7 separate regions of the Mus musculus genome follow, and all the other regions are linked to region 1. Evidence: chromatin contacts called from public HiChIP or PLAC-seq and promoter capture Hi-C data. All regions are on one chromosome and are shown on one strand. Each heading gives the region's core, a stretch centred on a gene start, on an enhancer-like site or on the middle of the called end of the contact. The rest is flanking DNA. Distances are from core to core; before and after follow the strand shown.

The links. Promoter capture Hi-C pulls out the DNA fragments that hold promoters and counts their contacts. HiChIP or PLAC-seq counts read pairs in DNA pulled down with a chosen protein or histone mark.
Region 2: a contact with region 1 is called in a promoter capture Hi-C map of pre-B cells, with 8 times the contacts expected there. The contact joins the promoter of Cenpe here to the promoter of Lamtor3 in region 1. A contact is called at or near these places in 3 of 39 promoter capture datasets (hippocampal neurons, neutrophils and pre-B cells), 1 of 115 datasets of contacts at active chromatin or transcription factors (astrocytes) and 2 of 9 other capture datasets (adipose tissue and liver).
Region 3: a promoter capture Hi-C map of hippocampal neurons shows a contact between it and region 1, with 5 times the contacts expected there. The contact joins the promoter of Slc9b2 here to the promoter of Lamtor3 in region 1. A contact is called at or near these places in 3 of 39 promoter capture datasets (hippocampal neurons, pre-B cells and second pharyngeal arch cranial neural crest), 1 of 115 datasets of contacts at active chromatin or transcription factors (pro-B cells) and 1 of 9 other capture datasets (liver).
Region 4: a contact with region 1 is called in an H3K27ac HiChIP or PLAC-seq map of embryonic stem cells, with 9 times the contacts expected there. The contact joins the promoter of Slc9b1 here to the promoter of Lamtor3 in region 1. A contact is called at or near these places in 3 of 39 promoter capture datasets (cranial neural crest, embryonic stem cells and second pharyngeal arch cranial neural crest) and 1 of 115 datasets of contacts at active chromatin or transcription factors (embryonic stem cells).
Region 5: a promoter capture Hi-C map of pre-B cells shows a contact between it and region 1, with 11 times the contacts expected there. The contact joins the promoter of 4930539J05Rik here to the promoter of Lamtor3 in region 1. A contact is called at or near these places in 12 of 39 promoter capture datasets (the 3T3-L1 cell line, the C10 cell line, the HPC-7 cell line and 8 more), 1 of 484 Hi-C or Micro-C datasets (CD8 T cells), 8 of 115 datasets of contacts at active chromatin or transcription factors (astrocytes, embryonic stem cells, forebrain and 3 more) and 2 of 9 other capture datasets (adipose tissue and liver).
Region 6: a promoter capture Hi-C map of stem cell-derived epiblast-like cells shows a contact between it and region 1, with 4 times the contacts expected there. The contact joins the promoter of Manba here to the promoter of Lamtor3 in region 1. A contact is called at or near these places in 4 of 39 promoter capture datasets (hippocampal neurons, liver, pre-B cells and 1 more) and 1 of 115 datasets of contacts at active chromatin or transcription factors (astrocytes).
Region 7: a contact with region 1 is called in an H3K27ac HiChIP or PLAC-seq map of embryonic stem cells, with 7 times the contacts expected there. The contact joins the enhancer-like site here to the promoter of Lamtor3 in region 1. A contact is called at or near these places in 2 of 39 promoter capture datasets (liver and pre-B cells), 3 of 115 datasets of contacts at active chromatin or transcription factors (embryonic stem cells and stem cell-derived neural progenitor cells) and 1 of 9 other capture datasets (adipose tissue).

Annotation. Positions count from the first base shown.
Region 1 is chr3:137,917,028-137,920,150 of GRCm38.p6, forward strand. Lamtor3 (late endosomal/lysosomal adaptor, MAPK and MTOR activator 3) reads left to right here and starts at 1,528. Exons shown (of 7, transcript NM_019920.2): 1 at 1,528-1,636; 2 at 1,846-1,891; 3 at 2,894-2,928. The coding sequence starts at 1,883.
Region 2 is chr3:135,210,933-135,214,055 of GRCm38.p6, forward strand. It overlaps Cenpe (centromere protein E), which reads left to right and starts at 1,631. Exons shown (of 46, transcript NM_173762.4): 1 at 1,631-1,782. The coding sequence starts at 1,727.
Region 3 is chr3:135,306,178-135,309,300 of GRCm38.p6, forward strand. Slc9b2 (solute carrier family 9, subfamily B (NHA2, cation proton antiporter 2), member 2) reads left to right here and starts at 1,523. Exons shown (of 13, transcript NM_178877.6): 1 at 1,523-1,604. The region is part of intron 1 of Gm46826 (a long non-coding RNA gene); the gene reads right to left.
Region 4 is chr3:135,346,443-135,349,565 of GRCm38.p6, forward strand. Slc9b1 (solute carrier family 9, subfamily B (NHA1, cation proton antiporter 1), member 1) reads left to right here and starts at 1,587. Exons shown (of 13, transcript NM_028946.4): 1 at 1,587-1,680; 2 at 1,885-2,331. The coding sequence starts at 2,327.
Region 5 is chr3:135,437,052-135,440,174 of GRCm38.p6, forward strand. It overlaps 4930539J05Rik (RIKEN cDNA 4930539J05 gene), which reads right to left and starts at 1,614. Exons shown (of 3, transcript NR_030689.1): 1 at 1,370-1,614. It overlaps Ube2d3 (ubiquitin-conjugating enzyme E2D 3), which reads left to right and starts at 2,075. Exons shown (of 7, transcript NM_001356597.1): 1 at 2,075-2,747. The coding sequence starts at 2,724.
Region 6 is chr3:135,484,059-135,487,181 of GRCm38.p6, forward strand. It overlaps Manba (mannosidase, beta A, lysosomal), which reads left to right and starts at 1,553. Exons shown (of 17, transcript NM_027288.3): 1 at 1,553-1,799. The coding sequence starts at 1,623. It overlaps Gm30992 (a long non-coding RNA gene), which reads right to left and starts at 1,543. Exons shown (of 3, transcript XR_376111.4): 1 at 1,052-1,543.
Region 7 is chr3:135,545,336-135,548,458 of GRCm38.p6, forward strand. Manba (mannosidase, beta A, lysosomal) reads left to right here. Exons shown (of 17, transcript NM_027288.3): 10 at 2,215-2,301. Among named protein-coding and RNA genes, the nearest start is that of Manba, 61 kb to the left of the region's middle. Within about 2 kb of position 1,451, at least 18 of the 459 cell types and tissues checked have an H3K27ac peak or open chromatin away from gene starts, as enhancers often do. A contact at or near this core is called in embryonic stem cells, where this site is marked.

The DNA of each region.
Region 1 (3,123 bases), core at 278-2,777:
TCTATTAACGCCTATCTATCTTTAACATTTATCTATTAATATTTATTTATTAACATTTATCTATATATTAACATTTATCTCGAGTACCTCTACTATTCTGGAAAGGTCAAGGAAGATTTCACTGAGAAACTAAACTTAAACTAAAACCCAAAGGATGAACAAAAGGGGGGCTGAGACACTAAAGAACAACTTCATGCACAGTGGGCCAACCAATGCTATCACAAACACGCTGGCTCACACAGCTGAGCGGGCCTGCCGGAGATCAAGCCAGCCAACATTCTAGCATGCAGTGGGGATGGTTGGTGAGCCTACCTACACTGAAGTGCTATGGGCAATTGATGGCTTCTGAGAGAGGTGTCAGTGTTCTTTAAGGGTGATCTCTGGTAGGTTGGCCATGCTCCATTGGCTAGTCCCACAGGCCCCGGAGATGATCAGCCCAAACTGGACTTGATAGGTTATGGGGGCGGGGGGGGAGGACACAGTTTGAAGGGTACAGACATGGGGGTGAACCTAAGGGGAGTTAGAGCAGAAGAGTCAGGGGTAAATATGATCAAAATGCATTGTATGAAATTCTCAAAGAATAAAAGTATTAAAACTTTGTGGAAATGAAAAGAAACTTGAGTGGCGATTTAGTAAAAGAATTCCAAAGTAGGTGCTCCTAGAGAGCTTACCGTTTTCTTTAACGGTACACGACTGTTAACATCTGCAGCAAAAGCCATCAGCTTCCATTCCCCCTCCCCGCCCTCCCCCCACTCCCCCCAGCTCAGGCAGCCACTGGGGAGTATTTAGATCCCAGGTGATTTTCGTTTGTCCTCAGGGTTTCTACCAGAGTCTCCTAAGCGGATTACATGGCTGCCCTCTACCACAAAAGAGTTATCAACGCGTCAGTAATGAGAAACACCGGGCCAAAGCAAATGGAGAAGCCTCCCTTTTGCTAAGCTTTCTTGCCTTGCCCTTACAGTGGGCTTTCTTGAATGTACAAACACCAACAAAAAATATAGGCAGTTTTTATTTTATTTTAAGAAGATACAACAAATGCAGGCCCAAGAGCCAAAGCAGGCAGCCCAGTGCATGCGTGTTCAAAACGGACTTAGCAAACGAGCCCATAGGCCCATGGCTCCTGCACTTCTAGGTAAAAACCCAAGAGAACATGTGGTAGCAGCACCGTTAGGAAACTGGCTTGTAAATTAGGTTATCCAAGGACCTGGGACTTCTAATAAGTAGGCTGCTCAGTTTGTTCTCCTCAAACGTCTTCATTCATAAAGATTTACATAATGGGTCTGGGAAAGGTGTACACATACTCCGCACAGGATCATCTTCCGTTGTAGGTGAGTTGGATGGAAATTAAGGTGCAAGGACCGCAGATGCCAACCCAGCTGCTCGTGGCGCAGCGCGCAGGCGCAGGAAAAAAAAAAAAAGCCTCCAGGGGGCGGGGCGGCCGCGCGCGCAATTTCCGCCCGGGTCTCCCCGGAAGTTCCGAGTCCCGGTACTGGAGGGTGCAGCAAGTGCTTCCTGGATCCCGCGGAGGTCACGAGTAATGTGACAGCGACTTGACAGGCGGCTTCAGAGAGGCGACTGAACTGCGGGAACACCGGGGCAGGTCTTCCCAGGCTGGAGCGCGCGTGCGTCTGCAGAGGTCGCCGCTCCTCTCAGCTCGGGGACAGAGTGGGTGGGGAGAGGTGGGCTGGCCACCGGGCAGGGTCCCCGGGAACCTCCCCACTCCCTTGACGGAGATCCAGGGCTCTCGCTTGGCCCTGGAGAGGGTGGATCTCGTGATGCTGTCTGGGTCTGGAGAGGGTGACTAAGCCTCGGGTGCGGGGGAAGTCACGGAAGTTTTCCTTCCAGGAGTGGAGATCGATTCTGCGAGGAAAAGGGGTTCATCATGGCGGATGTAAGTTGACACCCCTTCCCAAGAAAAAGGGGAGGTGGGAGGTTTGCATACGGCTTCTGAGAGGAGAAAGGTAGAAATGTGTTTCAGCCTCGCCTCTCTTCCTGGATTTGTAGTAAGGACTTGCAGGGGCCTGAGCTTCTGTCAGGACCGGTTGTGATGGGCCACTAAGGTGCTTTAGCCTCAGAGAACTATATATTCTTCCACCTCCTAATCCTATTGGAGCATACAAGAACTCTGTGTGGGTGGCACTGGAAATTCTGAAGGATGACTGGCCGCCCTTCCAGTCAGTACCTGTTCATAGGACAGTGCTCTGAATCCTCTCCCAGTAAATAATGCTCTTGGTGTCTCAGTAGGCAGTGTTGGGAGTCTAAAAGGATGGCTAACGCGTGCCCCCTTAACAAGCTATGTTCCGTTTCTATGTGTCTGTTTAAGACGAGAGCAAAAGTAAGTTTGTGGTGGTAACGTGGGAAAGGACACTCATTCAGTTTGGGAGATAGAGGTTCAAAACAGCACACATTTAGAGTGGAGGTCATAATTGTCAGTATCTTTGCCAAGAAGCTGAATGTTAGAATAGTTTATCGGAATTAGGATCATTTAAAAAAAAAAATTCATGGGCAATCTGGATGCCCGGACATGGGAAGAGATTTATAGAGGATTCTCAAGTGAATACGGTAGCATCCGGATGTAAAATATTAGGAAGCACGTGACCTCATTTTACAGCAAATCTGTATTTGTGTGTCCCAATTCCAAGTACACTGACATAGCCCTTACTAACCTTTGACAGCGTTCTTAGGTTGTAGGGTCTGTGATTATCCCTGTAGACATGTAACGAAGCATATAATGAAACTGAGGCCTAGAAAAAGGTTAACTAACTTCTCCCAAGTTATACACGTCAGAGATGAAATGCCAGTGACAAGTGGTGAGTTCATGTCCTTTAGGGATAGGGACAGGGCTAGAACAGCACAAGGTAATAATGGTCTTTTAAAAATTATTCTCTTTCAGGATCTAAAGCGATTCCTGTACAAAAAGTTGCCAAGGTAAGAAATTATTGATTTGTTGCTGAATAAATTCTGTGCAACGTGTTAATCTTACAAAGTATTTTGTTTCTCCTTTTAAAATTAGTATTTTTATAAATTTCATGGTAATTATTTACCACATTTAAATATAAAACTAACCCCAGGTATCCTAAGAGATGGCTTGAGTTTCCAGATAGCTCGAAGCCGAGCTGTTGG
Region 2 (3,123 bases), core at 381-2,880, 2.7 Mb before region 1:
GTGGTGTGGGTCAGCCCTAGCACACACCTTTGATCACAGCCATTTGGATTTACTTAGAACAGGACTATTAATGGAAAATAAGAGGAAGTCAGGAGGACGGATAGAGAGACGCACAGGAAATAGAAGGGAAATTGAGGGGTTTTTGAGAAGGAGAGCTTCCTTTTGGAACATCAGCTGAGGAGGAGGGTCAGCGGGGTGCTTCCTCTGACTCTCTGAGCTAGCAGGCTTTTATACCCAGCATCTGGCTCCCTAGGCTTCTTTGGTAAAATCAAACAATTGGTATCTGGGTTTGAAAAAAAAAAGCACAACATAAAACAGTTTCACAATGAATATCTCTTTTTCTGTACTGTTAGGAATTGAACAGAATGATGCAGGATTCCCCAGCTCCGGCCCCCTTTTCAGTTATTGTGAGACTGATTAAACTGCCCCCATTGGCCTTGAACCATCAAGCACCATCTCTTTCTCATTAGTGTATATTAATTGTACAAGACGTTTCATTTTGTTATGACATTTTCATACCTGAATATTACGTCCTTTTGTCAAATTCACCTCTTCTGCTACCCTCTCAGTCCCTCTCTTTTTCCTTCTAATAATTATCTCTTGATGAACAGCATAGATCATATAGTGGAATACAGTCAATCTTTAATAAATACTGCCTGCTATATAATGTTAGCAAAGACAGTGTGACAAAATCACAGCTGTGAAAATAATACTCTTGCTCTAAAAAATCCCTTCCTTGCCTCTGAGCCTTTAATGACATAACATTTCTTCCCCTTCATAAGTTTGTTCCCTACAGCTAAATATATATTTGCCCACTTTAAAAAAAAAAAAAAAAGTTAAAACAGGGCAGGGAAGATAGCTCAGTGAGTAAAGTCACTGGCTGCCAAGCTAAAGTTGAATCCCTAGAACCTAGTGGTAGGAGAGAACTGACATCCCCAAATTGTCCTTGGTTGCCTCCCTGAGGCTGAAGGTTAAGTCATTGTTGCCTGGAGACACCACATACTTCAGACTTGTCGGGAATTAGAAAATTCCAGCTGTTTCTGAGCTAGAAGCCTCGTCCCTAAGGCGTAGCTTTATTATTTTGGGAGCCTCTTGGATTACTCTAACCAACATGAAAAGAAGTGTTCCATGCCTAGTACTGGGGATTTCTCGGGTAATCCATGCTCTAGTGTGCAGCACTGTCATGTCCCCACAACATTTTCCCAGGTGTCAATGATTCTCTCCCTTACATGAGGCTCTTACACTCACCGTCCAGAGAAATGAAAGTTAAAGAAAAGAAACAACAACGCCTCAAAGCAGTTCCAAAAGAAAAGAAAATCTTCCTTTCCTGGCTGGGCAGTGAGTTCCCATTGGAGGCTTTAAAACAAAACGAAAGCTTTTTTTGGTTTGGTCTAGTCTGGAGTTCTTGTTTGTTTGTTTTTTAAGATTATAATTCTTTTGTTCTGCAGGCGTGACTCTAACACAAAACTTCTCTCCAGCTGAGTTCTGAGGCTCTCAGTTCCGGGATCTCTGAGTCTCCCCCGCCTTCCCCATCCATGGACTCGCCCCGCCTTTCCCCCCGCAACCCCCACTCGCCGCAGCACTTGGACTGTCCCGTGACGTCATGACGCTGCGCCACCCAATCCGCTGCAACCTTGAGGACATTTTAAACTTAAAGGCGGGGCGGCCCGGGAGCTCGGTCGGCGCCGTTGCTCTCCTTCGTTTCCCTTAGTCTGCAGCGGACAGGATGGCCGAGGAGGCTTCAGTGGCTGTCTGTGTTCGTGTGCGACCCCTCAACAGCAGGTAGGCGGCCTGGGGCGGCGTGGGGACCTGCGTCCCAGCCCGCGCTGCCCCGAGTCACACCGACACCCGGGTGCAGGACTCCGTTTCCCCGAAAACACGGTCCGACTGCGCGTAGTTCTGCTCAGGGGACACTGCCGTCCTCGCCTGATGGACGGAGACAGTGAATGTTCAGTAGTGGGAAAAGGTCGGGAATGCCAGAAAGAAAAGACAAGAGGGGGTTGATGAAGTCTACTGGGTTTGCTGGCTTCTGGCCTTCAGCTAGAGATGCTAAAGCTTGAGAAATTGGTATTAAACGGGTGGTCGATAGGCGAGATTCTCAAAATTGATTATTTCTTGCATTTAAGTTCCTTCCCTAATTTGGGAAAAAGCTGGCTCCTAGTTAGCATTAGCTGTTGACTTGACAGCCAGCTATATCTAAGGGAGTCTCCATTGGAGGACTACCTGGATGAAGTTGGCCAGTGGGCATGTCCTTGTGGTGGAATCTTAGTTCCTGGTTGATATGGGCAGTGCTTAGGCCAGTCTGGGTGGTTCCATTCTTACTCATGGAACTCAAGGCTGTGTAAGACAGCTACGTAGGCAAAACCCAGAGAGAGCAAGACAATAAACAATGTGCTTCATGAATTCTGCCTCCACTCCTGCTTGCGACCCTGCCCTGACTTTCCCTGGGGCTGGAAGTGTAGGCTGATATAAACCTTCTCCGTTCCAAGTTGCTTTTGATATAAACCTTTTCCACTCCAAGTTGCTTTTGGTCATGATATTTTATCACAGCAGCACAAAGCAAACTAAAACAGTATATCTATAGACATAAGCCGTTAACGATACACAGAAAAAAAAAAGAAAAACAAAACAAAACTGTGCAGAATGTTGAAAGAGCCACTGGGCCTTCAGAGACATGGGGTACCTGGTGTCAGGAAAACGCTAACACTACAGAATAGGTGGTTCATTGATGGATAGATCACAGAGATTCAACTTCCAGATTGCTTGACTGATGTGGTGTTTGGTACGAATAGGAATTTAGAGGAAGGTGGCACTGAAGAGATTAGTGGTGTCTGTCATGGTGGCACAGGCCTTTAACCCCAGCACTCAGAAGACAGAGGGAGGTGTATCTTAGTTGTAGACCAGCCTGGGCTACCTAGTGAGTTCCAGGCCAACAAGGTGAGACAATGTCTCAAAGTAAAGAACAGAAAGAGATTAGTGACATAGTTCAGGGGATTTAGGGCATGTCAAGTATTCCGGAAGATTCCAGAAGTTTTTTTGTTTTTTTTAAAGATTTCAGAGAGGAAGTAGAGCCTATGCAGACAAAGATAGTTATGAATATAGTTAAACATAAAATTATATTAC
Region 3 (3,123 bases), core at 273-2,772, 2.6 Mb before region 1:
GGACCTCTAGGACCAAGTACCCAGCACAAAGATTTATTTGCTCCAGAGAAACAGAGGGCAGGGAGTAAGACTCAAAGATAGGAGATAAAAGACAAGGGAGAGGGGGCAGGGATATTTATCCCAGAAGGTGATCAAGGACTGCCTCTGGATAGAGAGGTGACAGATGTGGCATACAGGAAAATGGCAGTTTAAGGTACAAGGGGAAACCTCATGTTAGGATGAAGTGTTTAATTTTAATCAGGCATGTTAATTAGATGAACCGAAGGGGCTTTCAATTGCTGGACTTCAATCCTTTGATAGTTGGACCTTGGTAGTCAGCCTCAGGAGAAAGAAGTGGCCAATTAAGGGAATGAGCCTAGGTGGCTAGCTTTAGGAATGGAATCTAATGGTTTTAGCAGTGCAGAGGGAAATGCCTGAGCCATGCTTGCCACCTCAAGCTGACCAGAGTCCCTTCAGGAGTAGAGCATCATGTGTGTTGTGAGCAGGAACACACATAGTTAAAAACAAATGAATTCGTTTAAACACAGTGACCTCTGCAACAGAGAGATGTTCCGTTACTTCTGTCAGAGCTCAGAGGTTACAAGCAATGAAACCAGAGTGAATCTAGCCCAAAAGTTCAATGTTTTCCACTCACGCCAATAAAATCAAGGCATATCAAATGAACATCATATGACCAAAGGGTTGGGGGAGGAAAATATGTCTTAGTTCTGCAGGAAGAGGAAGCCAATGAGAATGGAAATTTTTGCAAGTTTTAGAAAATGAGTTCGTTTTAGGAAAAGAATCATTTCATTTCCTCTGAGAAAGGGTACTGGATGGAGCCTAGGTTCATTCGGAGGATTTCTGTCTGGAATAGAAATGTGCTTAATACACCTGCATGCTTGAAATCCAAGACTGAACTTAGCACTTGCTCAAAGAGTAAGACCAGATAATGGACGAGAGCAACTCCTTTGAGATGCTCATAAACCCCCACTTGGACTTGGATGTATCTTTCTGCTTGGGAGAATTTCATCCCCTTACCCCTAATATTTAAAATCTATGTTAAAATCTCCTAACAAACTCCAACTCCGATTTAAACGGGGAGGGGGGGGGAGGGAGGAAGACACCAAACTGGAAGTCAGAAATAAAAAATTAAATGGCTGATGGGAGGGAGCGTTACAGTAAAACAACATAGCAAGAGGCTCACAGTGACAGACACTGGCCCAAGGTTTCACTCCGCCATTTGTCACCTGAAGGAAAGAACCCTGCCTGTGAGAAGACACTGAGAGTCCTGGAATTTGCGTCGGATTACAGAATTTAGGAGATTCAGGAACAGTGAGAGAGCCTGCTGCTCTTAGCCTTGAGAGGTGGCCAGAGGCTGCTGGAAGCTGGGGCGCGTGGGCCAGGGTCTCCCTCTGGCTGAATGAGCAGAGCCCTGAACTGAGAGTGTGCCCCGCCCTGCCCCTCCCTGCCCCGCCCCTCCCTACCCCGCCCCGCGCCACTGGACCTCCCTGTTTTCCGCCGGCCCCCAGCCACAGCACCGCCCTAACCTAGCACGCCTTGGTAAACCTAGGCTCAACTCCCACTCAACGGAAGCCAGGAGGCCTGCGCAGACTGCCAGCAATGAGGTGAGTAGCACCGAGCAAACAACCCATGCGCATAGCTGGTACGGGAATGTGTGTGTGTGTGTGTGTGTGTGTGTGTGTGTGTGTGTGTGTGTTCGAGCGGGGGTTTTCCTTGTTTTTGTTTTAGCTCTCAGTTTTTGGACTGGGTGCTGAGGATCTTCAAGTCTAGACCCTAGACAATGTGATGCCTGCTCAGAGCACGTGAGCTGTAGCCCTCTTACTTGCCAGGCATCAGCTTCTTGTCACACACTTGCTCAGACTCCGGTGAGATTGATTTCACCAAAACATTAACGGCAGGGAGCTTTAAGCCCCCAGCAAGTAAGGTGGACCGTGGAGCAGTTGCCTGGAGCAGGTCTACTCTCTTTTCCCTCTGAGACGGCCCCGCCCCTTAGCAGATACAGATGCTGCATCGTGGGTGGGTGCTGGATTACCGATTCATAGGTTTGAAGGTTCAGCAGACACCTGCATGTCTTCTCTGAGCTAAGCAGGCACAGGAGATAATCACGTGTGGATTGCATACCGTTTCCACCCTCCAGGAGTTCAGAACGCAGCTCTGGGATCAGAGTATGCCTAAACAAGACTTTAGATCCTGAGCATGCACGCTGCTCTGGGGACGTGGGCAAAGTGACAGCCCCCTGTAACTGTGATACACACCAGGAGCACAAGCAACATGGGGAAGAAAGATGTATTTCATATCACAGGCTCACAGTCCAAAGAAGGGAATTTGCGGTAGACACTCAAGGCAGGAACTAAATAGAAGCTATGGAGGGATGCTGCTTACAGGTTTGCTCTCTATGGCTACCTCGGTTTGCCTTTTTATAGGCTCCAGGACCGCCATGGGGACCCACAGTGGTCTGGGCCCTACCCCCCAACAAACATTAGTCAAGAAAATGTCTTGTCACACTTGTCTACATGCCAATCTGATGGAGGCATATTATTAATTTAGATTTCCTCTTTCCAGATGACTCTAGTTTATGTCAAGTTGACAAAAAACTCACCAACCCACTGACTAGGGCATGTTATATATTTTCTGGCATAAAAAGTCTTTAGGGTTACAACCCCATCAACTATATTCTCAGCCCTTTTGGAGTACCCACAAGAGGAATTAAGAATGAGCCAGAAGGAGAGCTGGAGAGATGGCTCAGTAGTTAAGAGTCCTGAGTTCAATTCCCAGCAACCACATGGTAGCTCACAACCATCTCTAATGGGATCTGATTTCCTCTTCTGGTGTGTGTGAAGACAGAATTTAAAAAAAGAAAGAAAGAAAGAAAGAAAGAAAGAAAGAAAGAAAGAAAGAAAGAAAGAAAGAAAGAAAGAGAGAGAGAAAGGATAAGCCAGATGTAGTGACTCACAACTTTAATTCCATCACTTGGGAGGCAGAAGCAGGTGGATCTCTGTGAGTTTGAGGCCAACCTGGCCTACAGACTGAGTTCCAAAACAGCCAGAGCTATATAGTGAGACCATGTCTAAAGAAGAAGAAGAGGAGGAGGAGGAGGAAGGAGAGGAAGAGGAGGTGGAGGAG
Region 4 (3,123 bases), core at 337-2,836, 2.6 Mb before region 1:
CACTTAATTCTCCTTTAGATTTTTTTCCTGGGAGTCACAAATTTTTATTTTTTACTTTTGGTCCAGACTTAAGAACCCTTTCACAGTGATTTCTACTCACTAGGTAGGAGTTAACATTCCTGTGTAACATTTTCTCTGTGACAAAGGGAAGACGCTGGCCCCACTGCCTGAGCTGTCCTTATCTCTGAAGCATGGTCAGAGCACGGGGAAGGGACACAGCCTCATATGGACCACATGGGTAGAGACGTGTGGGTTCCAGAAAGAATGAGGAGGGAGGTATTTGTCAGGCCAAGGCTACAATATCCCCTGTGAACACTACTCATCCCAGGACTTTCTGCTCTGAGATTAGTTTTTTTTTTTTCTATTTCTCTATGTCACCTGTCCCTCATGGGGCTCCTGCTTGGCCTTTATCATTATACTCTCATTTCAAGTTTTAATTTATAAGTCTCTTCTGAGAGTTTGCAAACCAGGAGATTAAGGGCCCTGAGTGGAGTCTCTATGAGAAAGGACAGAATCTAATGGCTTATCTTACGGCCCTTCAATGATTATTTTTGCACTTTAAAATCTTTGTTTGCAGATTGGAGAGATGGCTCAGCGGTTAAGAGCACTGACTGCTCTTCCAAAGGTCCTGAGTTAAAATCCCAGCAACCACATGGTGGCTTACAACCATCCATAATGAGATCTGACACCCTCTTCTGGTGCTGTCTGAAGAGAGCTACAGTGTACTTAGATATAATGAATAAATCTTTAAAAAATTTTTTTTGTTTGCAAGTCTGCCTTCACACTAGAAATGTAATAATGTAGTTCCAGACCCCAATGAGGATGAACAGTAGACATAGTAAACATTGTTTCAAGTAAAGACTTTAGATGTTTCCTTCAATCTAAGTGTTTGTTTGTCTTTCTACAGGATTAACATTTCATTTTACATCATTTTCTCTTTACAGTGCCTTTCTGAATTCAAATACACACCTTGCCATCCACGATTATGGGAAATAGGTTTTGTTAGTTTAAAAAAAAACTATATAAATTCCCACATACAGCATATATTGTATAGCATGTTAAGTCTTGACTGTCATGTTTAGGACAATCACAATTACATGATGCTCTCAAATGTTTCGTTTTAACTATCAATTCGTGTTTGTAAATAACACTCTACCTGCTCTTCAGGGACGTGTGTTGGGTATTGACAGAGGGGAGTTGTTGGCACTGCCTAAGAATTCCTATGTAATTCGACTAACTAGAAAGATAAATAAATGAAAACAGTGATCGTTATAACCACTTGATCAAGAGTTATGTTTGAAGCCAATAATCCTAATATGGTGAAGCCACCTATAATCCCAGGCCTTGGGAGACTGAAGCAGGCTGCTTGTGAAACCTGTTTTAAAAACAAAACAAAATGAAAAGACATTGGCCTTGAAGTAGGACTAAAATATTAACATAAAATCCATGTGATTAAGCATTTGAGAGACCCTGCCACGTTTACTATGAAAAGAAAGAAAAAAAAAAAAAGTTCTTAGACAGGAAGTCCATTAAGAGCACCGCCCCGCCCCGCCCTTCTGCTTCCGGTAAATCCCAGCCCAGTTTCCGTCCTGGAGGTTGGGTCCTTGGCTCTCCTGACCTCCTGCACGCGACGACGGTTGCTGGTCCCTGAGCGGGTGAGAGTTGCTAAAGGAAGTGTAGGTACGCCCAGTTTTCTCCATTCTTCTGCTCCAGGCCCTTGGGTACCTTCCTGCTGTCACCTCCCTGTCCTTAGCCAAGGAAGGCCTCCTCCCTTCCCTTTAAGGGAGCGCTCTCACATGGCTCCATCGTACTGGAAGCCCTCTTCCATCTCTTCCTGGTTTCTTTCCTCCCTCAATGCAAGCCTCTGTTGTTTCCTTCTCTCAGCAGTTCTTGCAAATAAGAAAGAAGAGATCTTTCCATCACGACTGACAGCAAAATTAACCCACTGGGCAGATGGTATTTGTACAAATCGTGAATCCGGAGAGGTGAACCTTCACGTGCACCTGTAATTGCAGATGTGTTCCAGGATTGGTCTCTGATTTTCGGAAGGCTCTCATTCCTTCCCCCACACCCCTGACCAGGATTCCTCTTGGCTTTATCGCAGCGGACAAGCACTCAACACCAATGCTTTTTAAGGATTAAGGGCTGTAATTGCACACACAGTGTGTCAGACACTGCGCTCTCCTGAGTCCTGACCGTGCTCTGTGGTGGCGCTCTTCTTGGAATTCTTCCCTATTAAGATGCCATAAAAGCTTGTCACCTTTAGGTTTTAAAGTTCCCTGCTGAAACGTAAGATATCTTAAGACTGCAGACAAACTCCTGAAAGATGAGGTAGGTTAAGAAATTTTAATACCAGCAAAAAGAATGCTAAATAATTGTCCTTCTGTTGTTGTATGTTTAATAGTTAGAAACAGAGCCTGGTGACATGAATACTTTTTCATATAGTACCTCATACCCTGTGAAAGATCAGATTGGTTGATGGAGATATGCACTTAGCACCTAGGAAGGCCACCTGTCATTGTGCAACAGTACCGAAAAAGGACCCCAAAACAAAACAAAAAACCTTACTATTGCATGTGGGAAATTCATTTTCCATTTTCATTGTTACCATGCCTGTAAGAGGTACATACAGAAGCTAGGAAGATGTTGTACAAACAACATCTGTTGTACAAACAAAAGAAACTGAATTTGGAACCCTGTCACCTACATATGCCAGGCATCATGGGCTGTGTCTATAATCCTAGCACTGCCAGGATAAAGGCAGGTGGCCAGCCATTCTAACCAGTGGGTGAGCCCCTCAATGAGAGGCCCTGGCTCCAAAAAAGGTAGCAGCTGGAGAGATGCCTCAGTGAGCATGTAACATTTTCAGTGTAAGGATGAGGACCTGCAATTCAAAAATTGATTCAATCCTAGTAATCAGGGGAAAATTTATACACCATCATATCCTCTATCTACCTCAAACTACATTTAATTAATATAAGTGTGCCCATGTATGTGTATGTATGTATGTATGTGTGTGTGTGTGTGTGTGTGTGTGTGTGTATATATATATATATATATATATATATATATATATGCATATATATAAATTTCCCATCTGGGATAGCAGTGCTTTCCCCTGAG
Region 5 (3,123 bases), core at 364-2,863, 2.5 Mb before region 1:
AGCTCTTTGCTTTGTGTCTACTGGTTAGCCAGGAGAGAACAATGGGCTGTTCAGGGAGGAGAAAGTCAGAGGTGTCCCGTAGGGCACGAGGTAAGTACTGAGGGTTTACTAACTCAGAAAATGGTTCTGATGAAGTAATCTCTATCACTTGGCTGCTTGTTGTAAGTATAATCTCGGGCCTACTAAATAAAATCAGCATTTTAAACAAGACTCCAGGTGGTTCCTATGGCGAGTAGCTGAGGCAGCTGCATTCCGTTAACTGCTCCAGTGATATTACCTATGGTATACACCGTCACTCTTCGGCTATACATTGACTTTTATCATTTTACTTGCGGAATATTGCCTGCAACAGGTTCTCAAAATTCAAATTATTTCCACGTAGTCCTGAAGGACCTCCACTTTAAGTAGGGTCGTTTAAGGATGCTAGAAAACCTAAACATATTGATCTTTTTGAATGTCTTTCAAAAGTTAAAGTCTTACTTTTTACCCAAAGAGTACTCTCGATGACAAACGGCCCTCTACATTTTATGCAGGGCAGACTAAAACAGGGCAGTGGCACACTTAACAGATCTCACCCCCAGGATTTAATCCAGACCGATTCCCTAGTATTTTGTCACTTTGGGGCTCAAAAACTGAAACAGCAGAAGGAAAAGACGATTCTAGGATATTCCTCTTGCGGTTCCATACCTAAGGCTCTACCCAATCCGATCACAATAAAGCTGTATTGTTAAGGCTATGCAAACGCAGAACCCTGCAGGCCGCTGCTCTCAGATTGGCCCCTCGGGGTTAACAACGCGCATGTGTCCGCACTTGGCGGTGCGATCAGCACTCAGCCTGGATCTTTTAATTTGCTGTTCCTAATTTGAGGGGAGCTTCTTCGCGCTGCTCAGCCCTCTCTGAGGAGCACGGGAAGAAATCTCCATCACCTGGGCCGGCAGAAGCCGTGAACCGGCTCCACCTTGACTAAGGCATCTAGTCACCCCGCGGCCCCGCCCACAGCACCTCCCCGATTGGACGCCCGGGGGAGGGCCGTGTCGGCGCGCGACGGCCGGCCGGTCGGGGGAATTCCATTTCCTCCCCCGCCCACTAGCATAAGCACTCAGGGGCGGTGCTTCCCTCGCAAGACCCGCCCAGTAAGAGCCCAGGGGGGGGGTTGCCGGCGCATCTCGCGATAACTTGCGGATTTGGGGGCGGGTCCCGAGCCAGGAAGAGAGCACAAAACTGCCCTTAAGTCATTGCAGACCCGGAGCTGCTGCGAGCCTGCCACGAGGTTCTCGCGAGATCCGCCACCTCCATCCCAAGTGAGGAAACGGGGGGCCACTCAGGGAGGGGCGTGGGGCCTCGACCGCGCAGCTGCCGCTTCCATTACCTTCCTCCTAAGGTCTCCTTCCGGTTCTCGATGCTTCTCTGAATTTAAGGGTTTCCGCCACTCGCCTACCCTCCCCCTCAGCCCATGACCCGCCTCCGTCCCCCGCCCTCCCGGCCCGACCTCCGATCGCTTTAGCGAGAAGGTGCTGTTCCGACAGGGAGACGGCAAGCGGGCGGCACGTCCACTCGGCCCGAGCGAGGGAAGCAAACCGCTCCCCCCTGAACCCCTCGGCTCGCCCCGCGCTCGCGACGGCGGCGTTGGCGGACGGATACGCGGCGGTGAATAGGCGGGGGGAGGGGCGGAGCGTGGCAGCTGGCAGTAGTTCCGTCAGAGCGGACATCTTGTGGCTGTGCCGTGCGCGTGAGCCCCGTAGGGCCGGGGAGGCACCAGCTGCCGCGCGGGGAGGAGGCCGAGGCCGCAGCTCGAGGGAGGCCCCGGCCCTCTGTACGCGTGGGTGTGGACAGCTCGGGAAAGGGGAGGGAGACGGGCCGGGGCCGGCGCGGTGCCCGGGGGGCTGTGGGCGGCCCGAGCGGGCAGCCCTCGCGGCTGGGTGGGGTAGGGTGGGGAGAGGCCGGCGGCGGAGCCGGGGCCCGGCCGCAGGGGGAGGGGGCATGGGCGCGTCCTCGCGCCGGAGCTCCGCGGCCGCCGGGCGCGTGGTGGCGAGGTGGCGGGCGAGCGAGCGGGCGGGCGCGCGCACGCAGGAGCGCGCTGCGAGGCGGAGAGTACGGTGGTGTCAGGGGCGACCCAGAACAGCCCTCGCCGTGGGGACGGGAGCGCACCCGGGGCCCATTGCCTTGTGCTGGCTCGCTGTCCCTTGGAGCCGAAACCGAAAGGAGCCCGGCGTCGGTCCGGAGCCGCCCGCTCCCCTCCCCCTTGCCTTTCTCTGCCCGAGTGACGCCGGCCTAGCGCCGACTAGGCCCCGGCTCCTCCTCTGCCCGGCTCTGGACCCTGCCCCGCACCCACCCCTTTCTCCTCCGCCTCTTCCTCTCCCACCCGGGGCTCGTCTTCCTTTCAAGAGGCCGGGAAGTTAAACTTGTAACCACCTCTCGGCGCTTCCCGTCACCCTCTCGCCCTCTCTGGGGCGAAGCGCGGATCTCGGTAGCTGGTGGCTCCGCCACCCCGCCCCGCCCTGCCGGGATCGCGGCGGTTTTCAGGGTTCTGGAGTCAGCAGGGTTTCTCCGAGGCCCTGGCGAGTCGCTGACCTGCTCCGTTTTTGCAAAAAGGCGCCTGTGTCTGGCAGAGCCGGTGTGAGAAGAAGAGACAACCCTTCCCCGCCGCCGGGATAATCAAGAATTTTGGCCGGACCTTTGAGTACACCTCGGGATAGTGAGGAGCCCGGCGAAAAGCACAGACTATGGCGCTGAAACGGATTAATAAGGTGAGCAGTTTGGACTAAATGGTGCGGACAGGGTTGTGGGAAGAAAGGAGGCTTGGGGCCCAGAGGAAAAAAAGCGTGGGTCTGGTGGTGGATACAATTCTGAAAATACCTTTTCTTGGGTTAAGGAAAGGCAGGTGCACTTTGAAATGAGCTGTAAGATAGGGAACTGAATGGTTTGGGTAAGCGAAATGTTAGCTTTTTTCACTAGAATCTGTAAGTATGGGTGAGGGAGCGTGGCTATTAGGCTCCTCGGTTTTTTGCCTAAGAGTCAGGTTTGGGAAGTAGAATTGTGTACAGGCCCTCGGCTAATGTCATGGTGCTGCTTCCTAGTCTTGGTTCTTCAAAACTTATTACAGCTGCTAAGGCTTATTGGCAT
Region 6 (3,123 bases), core at 303-2,802, 2.4 Mb before region 1:
GTCACCTCTCCCGTCCAACCATTGTTACATTTTTGAAACAAGCTGGCTTCAAGGTCCCTATGTAGACAACGACAGTCTTGAACTCCTGATCCTCCTCCCTCTGTCTCCTAAGTGCCTTGATTCCAGGTTATAGCCAGTCACAGTGTCGTTAGACTTCAGGCTTACAGGTTGTGAGCCACTACCTGCACCTCCCTTCACCTGTCTTTTAAACAGTGTAACTTCAAACGCACAGAAAACACCAACTTCAACTTCCTTATGCTTGCTCTTCTGCCTTGAGACAGCTGAACTTTGTCCTCTGGGTACTGCTGTCCTTTCTGAAGCGTCTCTCAATGTCCTTGCTTAAGCTGTAGTAGATATATATATATATATATATTCCGAGTTTTGCTTCATGAGAAGAACCCAGGGGCCAATGAGATAGAGCAGCCGTTAAGGGGGAATGTCTCTAAGCCTGACACCCTAAGTTCTAGCCCTGGGACTCCTCACAAGCTGTCTGCTGACTTCCACACGCTCGCTGTGGCAGGAACCCCCATTCAACTCCTCCATGAAATTAGTAAGTAAAATGTGGGGTGTTTTGTTTATTTAAAAGAAGATGAAGAACCCAGCCTGCGTCTCCGTCTCTGAAATTAGTGTCTGCATTGTTTTGTTTTGTTTTTTTCGAGACAGGGTTTCTCTGTGTAGACCTGGCTGTCCTGAAACTCACTTTGTAGACCAGGCTGGCCTCGAACTCAGAAATCCGCCTGCCTCTGCCTCCCAAGTGCTGGGCTTAAAGGCGTATGCCACCACGGCCCGGCTAAGCGTCTGCATTCTTTTTTTTTTTTTTTTTTTTTTTGACAGGGTTTCTCTGTGTAGCCCTGGCTATCCTGGAACTCACTTTGTTCGAGGAGGCTGGCCTCGAACTCAAAAATACGCCTGCCTCTGCCTCCCAAGTGCTGGGATTAGAGGCGTGCGCCAGCACGCTTGGCATCTGCATTCTTTTAAATTCAGGGAATGGGAATTCTGTTGCTTGTTCAGTCCCACAACTCAACAGTGAAGGAGGGAATTTCAGACTCACCTGTAACACTAACGCAGTTTCATAGGAACCTCAGAAGCAGCTCCATGATGTAGCCACCACTAACAGGGAGCACATGGCGCCTCTCAGTCAACAGTTGAAGCAACCCTACGAGTTTATAGTTAGCACTGTTTAGTCCCAGCAGGTCGCGTATTGAGGGAGCGTTCAGCCTGACAAATCCTGGGGCCGGGGGACCATGTACAATCTGCTGGTCAGGCGTGGTAGGAGCTGTCCCCGGGCAGAGCCTGCGTACTATTGTGGACGCGCACCTGTCGTCTCCCAAATGGTCAGACTCTGCTTTCCAGACTTTTCTGTCGCTTTTCATCATTCGGATGAGCGCCCCACTTACAGGATCGAGCTGGAGCGAGAAGCCCAGCTCACAGGTCGCAGAGACCCTGGCCCTGGGCGGTGCTTGTACCCGCGTGGCGGGTCCCGGCTTCAGTTCCTCCCTGCAGGGCTGCGGGAAGCGCTCAGCTGACCTGGGGGCGGGTCCGTGCTCGGGGCGGGGACACAGCGTCCAGGCCTTGGCAAGGCTTGGGCGACACTGCCGGGTTCCTGCTTGCGAGCGGTCAGCATGCATCTTCACCTGCTCTTGATATTGGCGCTATTTCGGGCCGGCTGCGTGGTGGCAGGTCCTAGCTACAGCCTGAGCGGGAGCTGGCGGGTGAGCAACGGGAATGGCTCCCTGGAGCTACCGGCGACTGTCCCCGGCTATGTGCACAGCGCCCTGCACCAGCACGGGCTGATCCAGGTAGGACGCACAGTCACCCCCCACACCCCCCATGCGGGTCCAGGTCAGTAGGTGCAGCTGTGGGCAGTTGGGGGAATGGCCTGGGAGTTCAGGCCAGTTGTGGACACTGACCCTCCCTCGCTGGGTCTTCAGTGACCTTGGAAGGCGGAAGTTGTGTATATGAAACAAACGGTATGTCTGCTGTCTACTTATTGTGGTGATTCTCTGCTCAAGCATTTCCTAAGAGGACTTACCTTTCTCCCTCCGGACAGGGTTACTGTTGCAATCATCTGGATGCTTGTAGCTTTTAGTTAATCAAAGTTCGCCGACCCTAGGATGTCCGGGTTTTCTTTTTCTGCTTTGAAGCCTCGTGCGTCAGGTTTGAAATAAACACAAGGGATTGGGGAGAGCACTAGTAAAGTTTGGTTGTTGATGCTAATGAGGAGCCTAAATATTTGGGAGGGGAGTGTGTGCAAGTGTGTGTGTGGTGTGTGTGTGTGTGTGTGTGTGTGTGTGTGAGAGAGAGAGAGAGAGAGAGAGAGAGAGAGACCCAGAACCATGAGTATACTAAGCACACATTGTACCACCACCGAACTACACCCCAATCCTAAAGCCTGAATACCGTGCTGACATTTTTTTTTTAAATGAGAGTCTGTCATCCAACAGTGTGGTAGGTTTCTTTATGATAGTTTCATGTGAGTGCACCATGTTCTCTGCCCATATTCACTTTTTACTGGGTCTTGCCACCACGTGATCCCTCCCTCGTTCAAGGAGTTTCTTTCCATTATGGTGTCCTATATACGTACACTTATGAATACATATATTTACATCTAGAGTCAACATGAGTAAAAACATGCCATATCTTGTTTTCATTCTCATTTGTCTTATGTTGTTGTTTTGTTACCAATTTTTATTGTCTTCATTATCCTTACCTTCTTTTTTTTTTCTGGCTTTTGAGACAGGATCCCATGTAGTTCAGGCTGACCTTGAATTCCCAATGTAACTGAGGACCACCTGAACTCCTGATCCTCCTGCCTCCTCCTCCCATGTGCTGGAGATATAAGTGTTTACCATCATGCACAGCCTAATTACATCATTTTTCCTATGGAAAATGTGTGTGTGTGTGTGTGTGTGTGTGTGTGTGTGTGTGTGTGTGTGTGATTTTCTTTAACCATTTGTCTGTTAGTGGGCATCTGGGCTGATTCCATCACTTGGCTATCATGCCGCAACCAAATGGCTACACAGATATTTCTGCACTATGCTGTCCTAGGATCCTTCAGGTATCGGAAGGAGTGGTGCAGCTGTTATGGGGGAGGGGGGGGCTTATTCCTAGTGGTTCTTTTTA
Region 7 (3,123 bases), core at 201-2,700, 2.4 Mb before region 1:
TGTGCTTTCTGTTATTATTGAACCACATACCATACTTCATATACCACTGATACATGCCATGATACATTAAACACACACACACATACACACACATGCAATACACACATCTGGACACACATACTGTAAGTATGAATATCTACATGGGTGTGTGTGGCACGCGCATGCCTAGTGCCCGTGGAGGCTAGGTGAGGGCACCAGATCTCCTTGCCCTGGAGTTAAAGTTGGGTGTAAACCAGCATGCAGGAGCTGGGGCTTGTGAGAGTAGCAAGTGACCTTACTTAATAACCCCTGAGCCATCTTTCCAGCCTTATGAAAAAGAATCTGTATGTGTTCAGTCTATATTATATCCTCTATATCTTGTGTGCTCGTGCATACATGTGTGTATGCCTCTCTCTCTCTCTCTCTCTCTCTCTCTCTCTCTCTCTCTCTGTGATTTTTGTTTTTGTTTTTTGTCTTCTTTTGTGGATATTTTTGACCCATAGTTGAATCTTCAGATGTTAAACTCATGGATTTGGAGAGGCGATCATATATTATTTTTAGTTCTAGGAATACAGAGCCAGTAGAGAGTTGGGATCACAGCAACAATGAGGTCCCGTCATGGTAATGACTACTACATTCTGTACTGTTCATTGAATGTCAGGCATTTTTTCTCGGAGCTATACATTTGTTGTTGTTGTTCAAGCCTTCACATGGCTACTCTTGTTCTCTGTCCGCATTTACAGAGAGTTAAACTGACCCGGGAAGAGCACCTACGCCTCGCCCTGTTGTTCACTATCTGTGTACTGTAGAATCTGGGCATGAAGGCAGGCTGCTGGGGGCTGGGCTCTGCTCAGCTGCCCCACACAGGCCTCCTGGGAAAGGACTTCTCAGTCTCTTTATTAACGTGGGCATCTATTTCTAAACATACTATAGAGTTAACAGTCTAGTGTATTCCTTATTACTAAATGCCTGGCGAAATGAGAAGGTCATCGGAATGAGGGAAGACCCACAGAGCTTCCTTCCCCCCCCCCTCATTATTTCCTTTTCCGGATGCTAAGGACCAGCTAGGAGAGGGGTTCCAACCGAAGGGGTGACTAGGAGCGGCAAAAAAGAATGACTCAAGGTCAGATGGTGGATCCAAGCTGTCCAAGGATGACATGTGTGCTGCTTGTTATTCTAAGGGATCTCTCTGACTTGTCCTGCTTGCTCGGGTGTGTCTGTATTCTCCCAGCAGTTCTCTCTTTTTATCCTAAAAAGTTCTCTGGATGGCTCATCTCCTGCAGAGCACAAGTCCAGGCTTTTATTTTGCATACCAGTCCAGTCGTTTACTCCTGGTTTCCTTTTGATTATCCTGTGAATCAGCATCTTGTGACCCTAGCTCTTTGATTCTTAAGAGACAGGAAGCATACGGTTTTTTCCCTTAACTTTACAAAAGGATTCAGAGATCTGTGTACCTTTGTTAAACACTGCGGCTAGGCTAGCTGGGTGGGACCGTGCTCTAAAAAGACCATTTCCACCACACTTGGGCCTAACCTCCCTCTGTCCTAGGCTGACCTTGAACTCAGGAATCCGCCTGCCTTTGTGTCTTTCTGACAAGCTGGCTCGGAGTGTAGCTGCCTTTGTTTCTTTAGATTCACGAAGCCCCCATAACTCATATTGCATCCTTATATTTTGCATAGTTGAGAAGTTATATATATTTTTGAATTCATGTGTTTATAGCTCTTTCCCATAGCCTTAAGGGCTGTCCTGAGGGTCCCAGCAGTTACCATTTTGCAGAGACAGCCACATCCTCGACTCCTGCTATTTCTAATTTTTATGGAGTTATTAATATTAACAGGAGGTCATTCCTAGGAGGAATGTGAAATATGCGCATTATTATACAAACAAGCCTTACGCCCACAGCAGCCATTGACACTCATGGAGGTTCACACCAGGGCCCTGTCCCAGGGGCAGGAACCATGTCACCAAGTCACCCTGTCCCCACCAGGGCCACACTGGGCTAAGCATCTGGATCCTCATCCCTGCTTACTTAACATTCTCTCGATTTTCTAAACATTTTTGTGCAACGCTCAAAGACCCTTCCGTGCGTGGGCGTTTTTCCTCTGCAGAGATGCTCAGGTGGGTGCATTTGCTGAGCTTGCTTTTCCTTTATTTGGAAGATAATCCCCTAAGTGAGAACCAAGTCTTGCTTTGTGCAGTGACCCCGATGACCTCGCCTTTTCCTTTGTCCTACAGGTGTGGCAGGACTTTATGTTTGCCAGTGCCCTTTATCCAACTGAGCCTGGCTTCTTAGCCTCCGTGAGGAAAGAAGTCACCTACCAGGTATGCTACTCTTTTTTTTTTTTTTAAGAGTCTTTTTTTTTAAATTAGGTATTTTCCTCATTTACATTTTCAATGCTATCCCAAAAGTCCCCCATACCCACCCCCCCCAATCCCCTACCCACCCACTCCCCCTTTTTGGCCCTGGTGTTCCCCTATACTGGGGCATATAAAGTTTGCAAGTCCAATGGGCCTCTCTTTCCAGTGATGGCCGACTAGGCCATCTTTTGATACATATGCAGCTAGAGACAAGAGCTCCGGGGTACTGGTTAGTTCATATTGTTGTTCCACCTATAGGATTGCAGATCCCTTTAGCTCCTTGGGTACTTTCTCTAGCTCCTCCATTGGGGGCCCTGTGATCCATCCAATAGCTGACTATGAGCATCCATTTCTGTGTTTGCTAGGTCCCTGCATAGCCTCACAAGAGACAGCTATATCGGGTCCTTTCAGCAAAATCTTGCTAGTGTATGCAATGGTGTCAGGGTTTGGAGGCTGATTATGGGATGGATCCCTGCATATGGCAATCACTAGATGGTCCATCCTTTCGTCCCAGCTCCAAATTTTGTCTCTGTAATTCCTTCCATGGGTGTTTTGTTCCCATTTCTAAGAAGGGGCAAAGTGTCCACACTTTGGTCTTCGTTCTTCTTGAATTTCATGCGTTTAGCAAATTGTATCTTATATCTTGGGTATCAGGTATGCTATTCTTACACCTCTAAAAAGAGAGGAAATGAATACGTCTTATTTTTTTTCTTTTGTTAAATCGCCCATTTTTGGTGTTTCCTACTAACTCCTCTGAAAAATTGCAGTCTGGTAATTCATTCCCTG